4 separate regions of the Zea mays genome follow, and regions 2, 3 and 4 are each linked to region 1. A link is a contact called in public Hi-C data. All regions are on one chromosome and are shown on one strand. Each heading gives the region's core, a stretch centred on a gene start, on an enhancer-like site or on the middle of the called end of the contact. The rest is flanking DNA. Distances are from core to core; before and after follow the strand shown. Region 1 holds the start of LOC100282561. Region 2 holds the start of LOC100272282. Region 3 has its middle 45 kb from the start of LOC100272282. Region 4 holds the start of LOC100286188.

Region 1 (3,505 bases), core at 507-3,006:
GGAGTAGGTGTGAAATTAAACACAGACACAGATTTGTTTGTATAATTAATAACGAAAAGTACATAGCCTATAGAGTATCTCTATGGCATAAGAACCTGCAAACCATGAGACATTAGAATTATATGTTTGCACAATTTATTTTTAACTATATAGATCAAAGGAATTCTGACTTACAAATTTGCAAATTGTGATGTAATAATTCATTTGAGGCCAATTATTTAATGTTTCTGCCAACTCTATCACACTAGGATCCTTATATGACTTCGCTTCTTCGTCAAAACCACACATTTCCTAGAGAAAACATAATAATATAATAAATAAATATAGGAAATATAAGTAAAATGTGTTAAAGAGGTGTTTCTTGAAAGTCAATTCTATCAATCTAAAACTGAAAATAGTATTGTATGTTATATAAATCCACAGTTTAGGCAAAAGGTTAAATAGCAAGACATCCAATTGATGAAATCACTCACACAATAGAAGGAAAGGAAGTAATTTAATGTACCTATTCTTTTCCTAGTTGACTTGCTAAAACAGCACCAATAACTTTTGATGGAACCTGAAAGTAAGATCAATCCTTGTCAGTCTAGCACCTTCATGAATAGTACAATATACTAAAAAACATGGAATAACTTAGCATATTCAAAATCACTTTTTTAGAATGGCTTGGTCAACATTGATTGTACTATAACTTTTTGAAGTTTATCCACAACCTATGCAAATGCACAATCTGCAAAGTTATTCCATGAGAACATCACACAAAAAATAGAATTTTTCCATACAACAAGTACTAAGATAAGACAAAATATATTTAGCGAAGCCAAAACTATTAGGCTCCAACATATCCAAAATGGTTAGATAAAGTTGATAGGCATTGATCCAAAATATTATGTACTTGGCATAGTCATTCCTAGCTTTTAATACATGATCAAATCTATCAAGTTGACTTGAAGTATCATGATCAAGTTTTATTATGTTATCTAGGTTAATCATTTGTAGAGGTGTCACTTTCAAGCAATATGATAACATAACACCTATAACATCACAGTTAGATGTAATTGGCTCTTGGAACCAATGAACCATAGACTTTCTTAAAACTTTTACCACGTTTTGACTCGTGTGACTCGTAGGACAGGACACAAAAGCTGAATGGGAGCATAGGTTTTAGAATATAGAGGTTTGTCAACTGCATTCACTTTATAAATAAACTCACGTGTGTAACGCCCGGTGGCTACCACGGTTCAGTGGCAGAACACAGCTGATGGCAGAACATGTCAGATGTAGATTGCTATTGCAGCCTTAATAAGTAGTATAGATAATAGATAATATTTTATGGGTCTACTTAAGTATTTTTAAGAACTTGTTTGAAACGACTTTTTTAGCACTAATAACTGCTGACTGTTTAAAAGGTTCTTCTTCTCTCTCTTGAAATAATCTCTTTGTCCCAGAAAAAATGCAAATCTCACTAATCCAGAAGTCAGACTTTTTAGTTTTAAACAATATATATACAAATAAACTGATAAAATTAATAATATGTAAGAAACATGGTTACACACATTACAGAATGTATTTTTAAAATAAATAAGTACAGCTAGTCAGCTTAAAATATTCCAGCCCAGCACACACGCGCAGCCCAAGGCCTTGACTCCCGTTGGCCCAACACTGACGCGACATCTTCTAAAACCCGAGCGTGGCCCAGTCCAGCTCGAGCAGAAGCAGAGGCCTTATTGCACGGAGCACGCGCCGGACCGGACCGGACCGGGACCAGGCACACCACGCACGCAGAACCCTAGAGGCATTCCCAAGTTCGAGCAATCGAGCTCGAGCCCCAGAGGAACGAGTCCTGCCGGACGCCGCCACACCATCTGAAACTGACGGCGGCGGGCGGCCGCTGCTTCCTCTCCCTTCTCCGTCCAGATCCGGCGACTGGCGTCCCTCCTCCGCCATCTTCCCTACCCTCGACGTGGCGATGAGCTGTGAGCCGTGAGCTGTTCCAACATTCCGGGTATACCTTGAAGTTTCGTGTTATTTTCATGCGTTATTTTCTCTAGAAACCCGAGTTTCTAATTGCTCAACCCGAAATTTGGGTGAACCCGAGTGTACTCCCCTAGCCACACATGGCCAGTCACTCGAGCGTGGTTGAGCCACCGTTCACGTGTGCCGCGCAGAACTAGCAGGAGGGGGAAATTTTGAAAAGCTTTTTCCCAACATTAACAGGTGGAACATATGCTAAAGGTAGATCTAGCCATTCCAATCAAAATACTCTTGTGTGGATCTAGATTTATTGTGTTATCTGAACAGTTCCCTACTAGATCCCAGATTCACTGGTGGAGTTGCTTTGTGTTGAATCCTAGATCCAGATTCATTTTTTAGCGGTGGAGCTGTCCCAAAGAGGCCTGAAATGTAGACCAAGCCATTTCTGAAACCAAATACCTATATCAAAAATAAAGCTCAACATAGTTCAGCATAGTACAACGAAAACCAAAAAAGCATTTCTACCATCTACAGAAAGAATGATAATCGTCCTTGATGGAAGCAAGGTAACCATTTTTTTAGCGATCAGTTTGCACTATGCATTTTGCATTGTATATAAGAGTAATAGACAATTGACTACTACAACTGCATCCATATAAAAGAGATCCAAAGATGACAAAATAATAGTGAAATCAGTACCGGTTTAGAAGTTGACGTTTTGGTGGGTCAGAAAATACGATTTGTCCCAATAGAGCTCTGTTAATTTCTCCACTTTCCAGCAAAATATCATTCCCAAAGGCTTTTACAATCTTCTTCCAACCTCAACATTCTGTTTCCTAGATTTTCTCCTCAACATTCTGTTTCCTAGATTTTCTCCTCAACATTCATTTTTTTATTGTGTTGATTTACTCAACAACATTCATAATCTTTTTGTTGTTTTAAATGTATAATTCTTTGAGACAAACGTTCTTGTGATTTTTAATAGTTTTGTTCTTATTTCTAGACAATTTCATGAAGTATTGTCCAGAACCAGAGTCTAGGGATTCATTGAATCTATTAACAGGAAACCATTTCTATTGTTTGGGTTGAAACTGCTGATGCTTGCAATTGGTTTGGTTTTGAAATCTAGACTGGTGGGTTGGATTGGTTTGGTCTTTGTGCATGAATAGAACAGTGCGGTGTGGATTTGGCCTATTTTTTAGACTATTAGCAGGCTTAAAAGTGGAGATATGCTACTGTGGCCTAAGGTTTACTGTGCTTTTGTACAGAAATAAGGGGCAAGCGAGAAGATGAGGCTGGTGGGTTTGACGGGTGGCATCGCATCTGGGAAGAGCACTGTCTCTAACCTCTTTAGGGACTCTGGTGTCCCCGTTGTGGATGCCGATGTCATTGCTCGGGTAAGCAAGCGGCCCAAACCTAAATCTATCTGATGGTGTTTGTGCAAAGGCGTTTAGTTTTTAGGTACAGAATTATGTACTGCTCTGTTGCTTGTCTTTGGTTTTGTTAAATTTGATATGTTATCAATATCACA
Region 2 (3,505 bases), core at 637-3,136, 250 kb before region 1:
AGAGGGATAATGAAGATATCTTTGAATCAATTTGGTTGCATGTCTAGAAGGTCAACCATGAAAGTTATTTTCTTAATAATACAATTGGTGGAGTAATATAGGGAAAAAAGAATATATACATGGTTTTCATTGACCTAGAGAATGCTTATGGCAAAATATCAAAGAATGTTATGAGTTGGGCTTTGGACAAAAATAAAATTCTAATAAAGTATGTAGGACTTATTAAGGATATGTACAACAATATTGTGACTAGTGTCCATACAGATGATGGGACACATAACTTTCCAATTAGAATAGGACTAATCAAAGATTAGCTTCAATCCCTTATCTTTTTCCCATGGTGATGGATAAGGTTACAAAGAACATACAAAGAGATATCTCTTGATGTATGCTTTTTACGAATAATATAGTGCTAGTTCATGCAGATGAGCAAGCTAACTCACTGACAAATACAAGCAAGCTAACTCACTGACAAATACAGAAGATGTAGAAACTTTCAGGGGCTTGATACAGCAGCATTTGCTACTTGATTTCAAACAAATGTTGATGTTAACTATTAGGTAACCTAGCAATATGAGCACAAAACACAAAGAAACACACATTCAAGTGGTTAATGGGGAGAATTAACCAGGAGAGAAGGCATATCATAACAAGCACCAGAAATCATCAGATCAGCTATATATTCACTGATGGTAGGCTCTGTTCTCCATTTTTATCATTCAGAATCTTGTTATTGAACTACCATAACTCATTCAATGGGTGGAGCAACAGGTTTGATCTCCACTTCCCCAGGAATAAGCCCAAACAACACACCATCATACAACTTAACAGACTCCTTTAAATACAACTGCTTGAGCTTCATGAAGCACTGCAGGGTCAGCAGCGAATCAGATCCAGCCTGGTGGCTGATCCCAACACGCTCAATCTTGAGCAGCTCCCCAAGCTTGCTCAGCCCGCCATATAGGCCACCGCCACAGAACTTCATGAGATGCTTGATGTCGTACATCACCGGAAAGAAGGTCTTGGTGAGTTTCAGGAACTCATCCAAGGTGTTGGGCATTTCCCGTCCGGTGAGCAGCTTGAGGAGGTAGCCGAAGTCGTGGCCACTGTGGAAGGTCACCCACTGGACATCGTCGTTCAGCACGACTCCGGACGACATCATCAGCTCGGCGAAGCGGGTGGAATCGACCCCCTCAGCCGCAAAGAGGTCGAAGTCGATGCCGCTGCGGCGGAGCAGATCGATGGAGTCGCTGCTAGAAGGGTCGGTGTGCGGGTCGAAGCCCCGGAAGTTAAACTGCCAGATGCAGCGCCTCCCACCCGTGCCGCACGGCGGGAGCGCGCCTGCCCCGTTGGAGAGGGTGAGGCCAAGCTGGATGAGCTTGAGCACGTTGACGTTGCCCTCGAGGGCGGCGTAGTTGCGGTCGCAGGTGAACCGGTACTCGGCGCTCGGCGTCACCACGAAGCCGGGAAACTCCGTGTCCATGGCCACGTACGGGTACACGTCGACGACGGCGCGGATCACTGCGAACTCCTCCTCCAGGTTGCTCGCCCAAACTTCACGGATCTCCACGGCGTCGGGGTCCTCTGCGGCGGGCGGAAGGGCAGCCATCGGAGCAGCCGGTGCATCCAAGAAACCGGAGACGCTTCGAGCGGAGGAGCGGCGGGCCGGCAGGGCAGTTCCTGCAGCAGCTAGGGCTTCCGATGTCGGTGGGCGGGGGCGGTCGGCTAGAGTCAGTGGAGGCAACAAGAGGAGGAGGAGGGTGAGGGGGAGGAGGCGGGCGCGGACGCGGGGGAGAGCGTTGGGCCCCAGTGTCAGCGACGGCGAGAGCCCATGGGAGCTGAGGGGCGGGTGCGAGGGGCGAGACCGCGAGGCGAGAAAACGGGGGCGGATCTGGTGGGTCGGAATCCTGGAGAAGAAGGCGAGGGGAAAGCGGAGGCGGCGTGCTGGGCTACGGCTCTCAACGAGCCGAGCTCGAGCCACCCTCTGTCCAGGCTCGAGCCGAACACGAACCCGAGCCAAGCTCTAAGGTGTCCACATCTGCCATTTGGGTTCGATGTCGGCTCGGTCAGGTCATAATTCCATCGTTCCACTCCCATTTAGCGTTGCTTATGTCCCCTCCTATAATATACTATTAATAATCAAAATAAACCACTAGTTACCAAACAAACTATAAGAATGACAAAAATTATAAACCATCTGGACACCAAAATGAGCGGACGGTCCGGCCCTTGGGCCCGGACGATCCGCGTGTCCCGAGATTAGATTAACTCGGATGTTTATCCTTATCTCGTACATGGTTATCTATCTAATCACGTGGGAGTTTGTTGGCTATCTCTTAGAAAAGGGTCCAGACCTCCTCCCCTATAAATATAAAGGGTTACGACCGATTGAGAACCCCCGAACACATTCCAATCGAACCAATTACTTTATTTACTTTTCCTGCCCTAAGAGTAGATGTAGCATAGTTCTAGTTGTAGTCTTCCACATATCCACCTCCACCCCTATTTGACTCTACGTCGTCTAGATCCGTCTTGGGTGGTCTGCCGATCCCAAGATGACCCTAGGATCTCACCCCTCCCGGGGGGCAAGATCTAGTTGTCCATCTAAGACCTCCTCCTCGAACTGATCTCTTAATTACTAGACGACTCCACGTCGTTTGGGGATGCCCTGGGTGACCTATCGACCTAGAGCACCTTAAGATCTTTTCCCCCTAGGGGACGAGATCTAGATTCCAGCAAGGAGGAGGAAGACGACCCTGTCGCCAGGTCGTGGACCATCCGACCCTAGGGCGCGGACCGTCCGGCCGTCAGGCAGGGAACCCTAGCCTCGCGCCAGGTCGCGGACTATCCGGCCCTGTGCCGTGGACCGTCCGCGCCTGACCAGAGAGCACCGCCACTGGTTCTTGTTGAGTGATTGGCCCCAAAAAGGTGCCAACACCATCCTAACTTTTTATTATTTTCTTGACGGGGCAAAAGTCTCACTTGATATATTAGGCTCTAGAAGCATAGAGGAACAACCCTAGAAGGCATAGAGATTACAAGCATGAGAGTACGTGGGAGAGGCATCCATGCCGGGCAGCCTGGATGGATTCAGAATGTTTCAATCTACAAGCTCACAAGTGGACATCTGCAATACACGCTGGATTACAACAACCAGAGGAGGATTCTTGTCTGAAGACGTAGTTGTTGCGTCGCTTCCACAAGTGCCAGCAGCAAAGCACATTGAAGGTGGGGAAGGCAGCTTGGAGAAGGCCAGGGGGTCGTGGAAATTGGTGCATGCTGGAGTAGCTAAATCCCTCGCCAACATGGATTCCCAGGGTGTTCTAAAAATCTCGTGCAAAGGAGAAGTGAAGAAGAATATGTGATGTTGTTTCTGGGTCAGTAGAGCAAATTTCACAGGTGTCATCAGAGATAGTTCCTTTCCTATGTAGGTTAGCCCAAGTCTGGAGTTTGTCCTATGAGGCCAGCAGATGAAGCTAGACATGGGCGAGGTCTCACAAGGCCC
Region 3 (3,505 bases), core at 629-3,128, 200 kb before region 1:
CTGGATATAAGGTTGGGCCTCTGGCCTCTTTCTGATCTCTGTATTATGAGGGGGTGTACATGTTCCTTATATAGAGATGTGAGACCCCTCAGGGGCAAAGCCGGTATTTGCCCACATAACCCTAACTAGGGTTACTTAACACTCTGGGCCTTAGCCACAACGATGACGGAGTCGATCATGTGAGGTCGATCATTGCAGGCCGGCTGGTGTCGGAGCTGGTTGACACCCGATGGATCCCTTGGCGTGGTCAAATCTCAATCTCAAATGGTCGCTGAAAAATGCAAGATTTTTTCTACATTCAATCAAGTCGGTGTTGATTGCCAGATCTAGCTACTGTAGTGGCCTATCGGCACATATCCTTATTTTCTTTATCTTTTAACCATCACATCCCACAAAAAGGAATGTGAGCAAATCTTTACACAATATTGCACAAATCTCCAAAGTCAAACTACAATTTCTTGGCATAAAGGAAAAGTGATCCACCATGGATAATGTCAAGTTTCAAAAAAACATTGTATTATTATAAGCTTGCATATAAACATTCTATCACACTTTCAGGTGGGTTGCAGAAAAATGTAACACCTTAAATCTGGGGTATAAAATTTCTTTCCTAATATCCACCAAATTCAGGTGTTACTCTTTTATTTTTTTGCTTTCCTTCTCTTTTTCCTAAATGATGGAGAATTATTTTGTTTTATATCCATGTAAGCCTAGTAAAATAAAACCCTAGAGGTGCTTTGATTGTTGCATCATGCCGGAACATTTTTTATTTTGTTTAACGGGTGATCTTGTGGAGCATGCATTTAATAAGGAATTTGATTTGAATTGGTAGTGAGAATAGAAAAGAGAAGATAAAGAAAATAGGAGAGAAAAGAAGAAGGGCCCATTCCTCCCTTCCCCTCCCGTCTGGCCCAGCTCGCCTCCCACGCCCATGGCCCAGCTCGCTCACCCTGACCCACGCGCCTCTCCCCCCTCTTGGCCTCGGGGCCCATCCGGCTAGCCCTCACCTTGGGCTCGCTTCGGCGTGCGGCCCACGAGTGTTTCGCACTAGAGATGGCAATGGGTACCCGCGACCCGATACCCGATGGGTATTTACTCCATTAGGGCATGTATGTGGGCTAAATATTCTACCCGTGGGTCTGTTATTGGGCAAAAATCTTCACCCAATGGGTAAACGGGTATTAGAACGTTCCGCCTTTACCCATACCCGTTATCCCGTGGGTATAAAATACCCAATATAAACTTAGCCCAAGCATGAACTTTGACTTTAGTCATCCATCTTTTTTACTATTTAACAACCTTTTAGGCCATAATATCATAGAAGGCTTACAACAATAACAACAACAAAGCTTTTTTGTCCCAAGCATGACCATGTAATGGAACATGTAATGTGCTATGTAGTACTATCCTAGTGTTACTACTTTATCCAATTATCTTTGGTGTTGAATGGATGGTTAAATGATGCTAGAAATTTTGTAATGGTATTTAGATGCATATACTTGACATTTGTATCATATAATATTTTGATAGATGTTTAGCTTTTGTGGGTACGGGTGACCCGATGGGTGACCCATACCCACATGGGTATGGGTATGGGGGTAAATCCATACCCGCTAGTGTATATGGGTGACCCGATGGGGTTATTTTTATGTCGTGGGTATGGGTATGGGGTAGTAATACCCGGTGGGTATTTACCCATTGCCATCTCTACGCACCACCTCTCTTCACTCCTGGGTCGCCAGCCGCCTTAGCCCATCTCAACCTAATCCCCCAGCCAGCGCGCCCCCGCGGCCCAGCTTTCGGTCGGCCCACCTAGCTCCCACGCTCCCCCGTGGCCCAGCACTCCCGCGCCAGCCACGCGCGTGGCCCACCTGCGGCCCAGTGTGCAGGCGCCCTGCCCAGGCCACCAGGCCCATTCGGCCCATCCCCACCTGACTGCAGTCGCCCTATACATCACGTACAAGCAGAAACTGCCAAGCCGCACATATCGCCTCGCATGCGTGCGTGCGTGTGACGCCCATCCTGCGCACGGCCGTTCCTAGACGCCGACGAAGAAGAAACCGTCCAGTGCCAGGGACCGCCATCGCGCCGTCCGCCGGTGCCGCGCCGCCCATCTCCTCCGTCCGCCGTTGCCGCAGCATCGCCATCCGAGCACAACGAGGTGACCCCCTCTCCCTTCCTCTCCCTTCTCTCTCCACTCGCACCTACAACCTGCCCCTTGCGCAGCGTGCCCCTGCGCGCGGCCAGCCTTGCCGGCCAGGCACAGTAGCCAGCCGGCCGACAGCGTGAGGCCGAGCCTGCCAGGCCGTCCGAGCCGGCCCCCTATTCTCTCCCTCCCACGCGCAGCCGAGGCCCCCTCTGTGTGTTGTTCTGAGGAAGAAGAAAGTTTGTTTTGCGAAAACGCCCTCGACGATATAGGTAATAAACATCCAGGTTGATGAGTTTCGCAGAAATAATTTGCTACACCCTGAAGTCTGCATTTAATTATGCACAAGTCCGTGTAATGATCTTGTGCACATGTTAAAATTATTATGTTGCCACCACACATGTTTTAGTTGAATAATTAATTATTGGTTTGTTCGAGGGTTATTAAAAATAACAATTTAATTAGAATGAGTCTATAGTTTTAACTCGTGCTTTTAAAAATATAAATGCTAATTAACTTGATTAATACCAGCTTAAATACTTTTAATTAATTATTTGTTGGTTGTTGTTCGTGCATGGCATCATTTGCACGTCATCGTGCAGTTCACGCGTAGTCACGTTGACTCACATGCTGTCGTGCGCGTTGTTTCCCATGTCGTCCGCGCGTTGTTTCGCACAGTGTCGCGTGTCATCACGTGTAGTCGCGTTGACTCGCGCGTTGTTCACGCGCGTCGTTCGCACGTGTGGATCTCGTCGTCGTCATGTTGTTCGTGCGTCTGGTTCGTGTGTTATTCGTGTGTTGTCTCGTGACGTTCGCGTGTATCGTTTGCGTGCGTCACGTGTGTCATTTACATGTGTCGCTCGCATTATTGCTCGTAGTTAGCGCGTATCTCGCGTGTCGATCACGTGTATCGCGCAGCGTTTGCGCGTGATAATAAATTGTTTTCGCTTATAAACACATATTAATAATGTTAATTCGTCAGGTCGCATATTTTAGATAATTAACTTAAGGTTGGCTCGACTAATATTTATTAGACTAATATTCTAATTAGATTAAATGTATAGTGCTCAACTTGCGCTTTATAATAAACATTAACATGACTAATATTAACTTAACTACTTTTGATTTGTTTAATATTTGTTTAGTATAAATGCGTCACTTATTTAGTTTTTCTCGTCTGTCGCGCGTGCTGTTCCACACGTGGTAGCGTGCTGTTCGCGCGTCATTCGTGCCGATCGTGCACACTGTTTCGTGTGTTGTCATTTTGCTATGTTGTGCGTGTCCACCCGTCATTCCACACGCTGTCGTGTTGTTTCGCGTATCGTAAATCCGCCTCGCTTAGAATCTCTCGTGTTAATT
Region 4 (3,505 bases), core at 409-2,908, 140 kb after region 1:
TGTGGTGTAATTTTTAGGATGCTGACGTTGTGCAAATCTCTTATATTCCAAAGTTTATTGGGGCATCATACATTTCCAGAAGATGAAGTAGCTTTCACCGTTACATTAAACATTCTTTTACCATGTATGTGGAGTACTTTGACTTTCCAAATTTTCCAACTTATTTGTTATTCCTTTGACTTATTTATTGGCCTTAAGTTATCCAAGGTTTTGAATTATCTCCTAGAAGTATCACATTACAATACTATATAATTGTTGTGCACTAATATTTTGCCAAATATTCTGAATGTCGTTGCAACGCACGGGCACGTACCTATGTGAATAAGAATTTTGATACCGAATTGTTGAATGTCATGGAGCTGCCCCTCACACGTCGCGTGCGCCCTCGGGAATTTGGATACCGAATTGTTGAATGTCATGGAGTGCCCCTCACACGTCGCGTGCGCCCTCGGCGGTCCCGGCTTCTCGGCTCGCGCTGAGCACGCCGTGCCACGCTCCCTGCCCGCTGGCCGCTGCCACCAAGCGGCACCGCGGAGAAAGCCGGCAATTGTGTCCGTCTCCGTAAAACTTCAGTTTCCTTCCACGCTGCGTTAACCACAACTGAACAGAACGACATGGAGGATTGCCTACGAACTCGGTCAAGCAGGGAATTCAGCACATGACAAACAAATGATGCAGCAAACTGAAACATTCGCTCAAAGTTCGATACAATACAGACGGGCAAGAAACAAGCACACTTTTCGCCATTTGCAGATCGCGACAGCAACAACGAACCAACTTAATCCCCAGCTAGTGCTGAATGTACACGCGGAACCGACGGTCACAGGCATCTCTTGCGTGCGCTCGCCTGCTCGGCACGGCAGCACCCGCGCTGCCACCCACCACCACAAGGCTACTTGCCAAAGATGGACTTGACCCACCACATCCCGCCGTCCCTGGGGCTCTGCTCGCTCTCCGGCGGCGGGTCAGGGTGCGCCGTCTTGCGGAGCTTCGACACGTCGTACCCTTCCTCCTTGGCACGCTCCACCAGTTCCTTGTACACGGACTCGTCCATGTGAGGCTGCCTGCAAAGGATCTGCACACACAAACACAGGGGGATTGGTAGGCAGACAGGCACGATTCGGCGAGGGATAGACGGACGGAGGCCAGAGAGGAATTCGCACGCACCCAGAGGTAGTTCCTGGAGGGCTGCCCGACGAGCGCGTACTGGTAGTCGGCGTCGATGTGGAGCACCCAGTAGTCGCCGGTGACGGGGATGAGGGGGAGGAAGGGCGGCACGTAGAAGCGAACCTTGAGCTTGGCCTCGTCGCTGGCAGGGTCGGCGCGCCAGGCCGTGCCCTCGATGTGGCCGCGGCGCCCGTCGGCCCACGTCTCGTTCACCACCTTCACAGTGCCGTCCGGGTTCAGCGTGTAGGTGGCGCGCGTGTTGGTGCCCGTCTTGGGCTGGAACCGGGACGGGAAGCACGCGATCTCGTACCACCGCCCCGCGTACCGCTCCAGGTCGAGGTTGCGCACCACCTGCATGGCCATCGTGCGTCCCTTGCGCTGCCGGCGGCGCGCGGCGGTGGCGTGGGTTTTAGCGGGCGGGAAGAGGAAGGAGGTGGGTGGGGTGGGATGCCGGATGCCCGGATGCGAATGCGCAGGCTATAGTGACAGATTGCGGTAGACGTGGAGGATTGTGGGCGATACGTTCTCGGAGCTGTTGTTCGGTGCGCGTCGGCGTCGCGGCTGTGGTTTTCAATTTCGGACTATGTGGGCCGGGTTTTCATTTTGCAAGTGTCGTGGCCCGTGGCCCAGTGGGCTGCGATGCGAACCGTCGTGCTGTAGGAGGAAAGTTGTAGGTGAATGGAGAAGGGCCGGATGAAGGGATCTCCAATCACTTATCGAGAGGTGCCTCGAGTCTTTTTTTTTTATCGGTGACTTTCGTAACACAAAACCTTTAGTTTTATCACGTTCCTCGTTTTTACTCTTAGTCATATTTTTTTTGCTCAGTTTTACTCTTCTGATCTATAATAAGAAAAAACATAACTAATTATAAAAATGAGGACACCAACAAAACTAAGAACACCACCTTAAAAATCGAATAATAAAAGTGTCACATTAGCTTTTATGATAATAGGTTTTATCCAAATAAAATTTTTTATATCTTTTAAATTAACCTGATAAATCATCAAATAGCTAATGCATCATAAAGGACAGAACTCAGTAAAACTGGCCTTATTTACCGCCAGAACACTTTGTCCTCTTTATCTGTTATCAATACAATCATAGTAGAGCATGGAAACTAACCCTATCTATAAACCACATGCTATTCAAAAAATTGGACAATTCGAAACAGATACATTTATATATATGCAAAGATCTGTGTATCTACATTGTATCTCTTATGTGATCTACGACCATGATGCAAAAGTAGATGTTATAACTAGGGTATCGTTGGAGTCAGGCTAGCGGGGCTATGGCGGATCGGTGCAGTGGCGACGTGACGCGGTGCAGGCCGACCTACATCGGCTAGGAAGACCTCTGCAAAAATAATAAACACAAGCCTGTCAACAAAAAATTTCCATAGCACCTCCCCGCGCGGGAAGGTTTCCAAAACTTGCAAAGAAAACTAACAGCACGATGGCTGACATCCACACATTTATTAACGACGTAATGACCGACAATCACAAAAAATGTACATATACTATGGCAATACATTTCTAACAAACTACGTATCCCACACCTAATACTAAAAATATGCAATATAACGTATTGTGATTCATCCACTAGATTACTCATCATATAGCATGTGCTTTAAAAAGTTCAAAACAAAAAATTACAATTAAACAGGCAGTGGGGGAACCTCTAATGGTGGCGATCGTGGTGACGATGATGGCTCGGAGTGGCAGTGGCAGTGGCAGTGGCGGAGAGGCGAGGGTGGTCTCGGTGGGCGACGCCGCGATGGCGGTTCGGCACATGGGCGCAGCGGCTCGAGGTGGCCATGGCCAGGGCCGAGGACGGTGGTTCAGCACACGGAGGCCAGGACGTCGGCAACGAGGGTCGGAGCTAGGCGGGCGACGGCGAGGTGGCGCAACGGCACCGGTGGCGTGTGGAGGCGGCGCGCTAGGCGAACGATGGCGAGGCACGTGTAGGCGGCGCACGGCTAGGCGCGCGGCGAGGTGGCGCAACGGCGACAGCGAGGTAAGGCGGCGCGTTAAAGTGAGTGATTGAGTGGGTGCTCAGTTCGGTTAATGTAAAGTTCTTTGTCGGGTGCCCGCAATCTGACACTCGGCTAATATTTATTTTAAATTAAAAATATACTTTACCGAGTGTCCTGGATCTGACACTCAGCATAGAATACTTTACGGAGTATCCTGGATCGAGTGTGACACGTAGAAACATATCCGGTCTACATTGAAGTTTTATGATTTCATCTGAAGGACATCTAGGTTTCTATACATAGTACGTGACAACTTTCATGAAACATGGTCAAAATTTTATTACAGCCTCTTCATATGATATT

The links. Hi-C and Micro-C count contacts between places; a contact is called where the count stands out from the background.
Region 2: a Hi-C map of ear shows a contact between it and region 1, with 2.4 times the contacts expected there. The contact joins the promoter of LOC100272282 here to the promoter of LOC100282561 in region 1. A contact is called at or near these places in 3 of 25 Hi-C or Micro-C datasets (ear, endosperm and tassel).
Region 3: a Hi-C map of tassel shows a contact between it and region 1, with 5 times the contacts expected there. The contact joins the enhancer-like site here to the promoter of LOC100282561 in region 1. A contact is called at or near these places in 2 of 25 Hi-C or Micro-C datasets (leaf and tassel).
Region 4: a contact with region 1 is called in a Hi-C map of leaf, with 4 times the contacts expected there. The contact joins the promoter of LOC100286188 here to the promoter of LOC100282561 in region 1. A contact is called at or near these places in 4 of 25 Hi-C or Micro-C datasets (bundle sheath, ear and leaf).

What each region holds. Positions count from the first base shown.
Region 1 is chr1:216,744,584-216,748,088 of Zm-B73-REFERENCE-NAM-5.0, forward strand. LOC100282561 reads left to right here and starts at 1,757. Exons shown (of 4, transcript NM_001155469.1): 1 at 1,757-2,005; 2 at 3,243-3,371. The coding sequence starts at 3,264.
Region 2 is chr1:216,499,234-216,502,738 of Zm-B73-REFERENCE-NAM-5.0, forward strand. LOC100272282 reads right to left here and starts at 1,887. Exons shown (of 1, transcript NM_001146769.1): 1 at 609-1,887. The coding sequence starts at 1,609. The coding sequence ends at 749.
Region 3 is chr1:216,544,588-216,548,092 of Zm-B73-REFERENCE-NAM-5.0, forward strand. No RefSeq gene overlaps it. Among protein-coding and RNA genes, the nearest start is that of LOC100272282, 45 kb to the left of the region's middle. Within about 2 kb of position 1,879, at least 20 of the 20 cell types and tissues checked have an H3K27ac peak or open chromatin away from gene starts, as enhancers often do. A contact at or near this core is called in leaf and tassel, where this site is marked.
Region 4 is chr1:216,881,925-216,885,429 of Zm-B73-REFERENCE-NAM-5.0, forward strand. It overlaps LOC100286188, which reads right to left and starts at 1,659. Exons shown (of 2, transcript NM_001159076.1): 1 at 1,168-1,659; 2 at 660-1,075. The coding sequence starts at 1,530. The coding sequence ends at 893.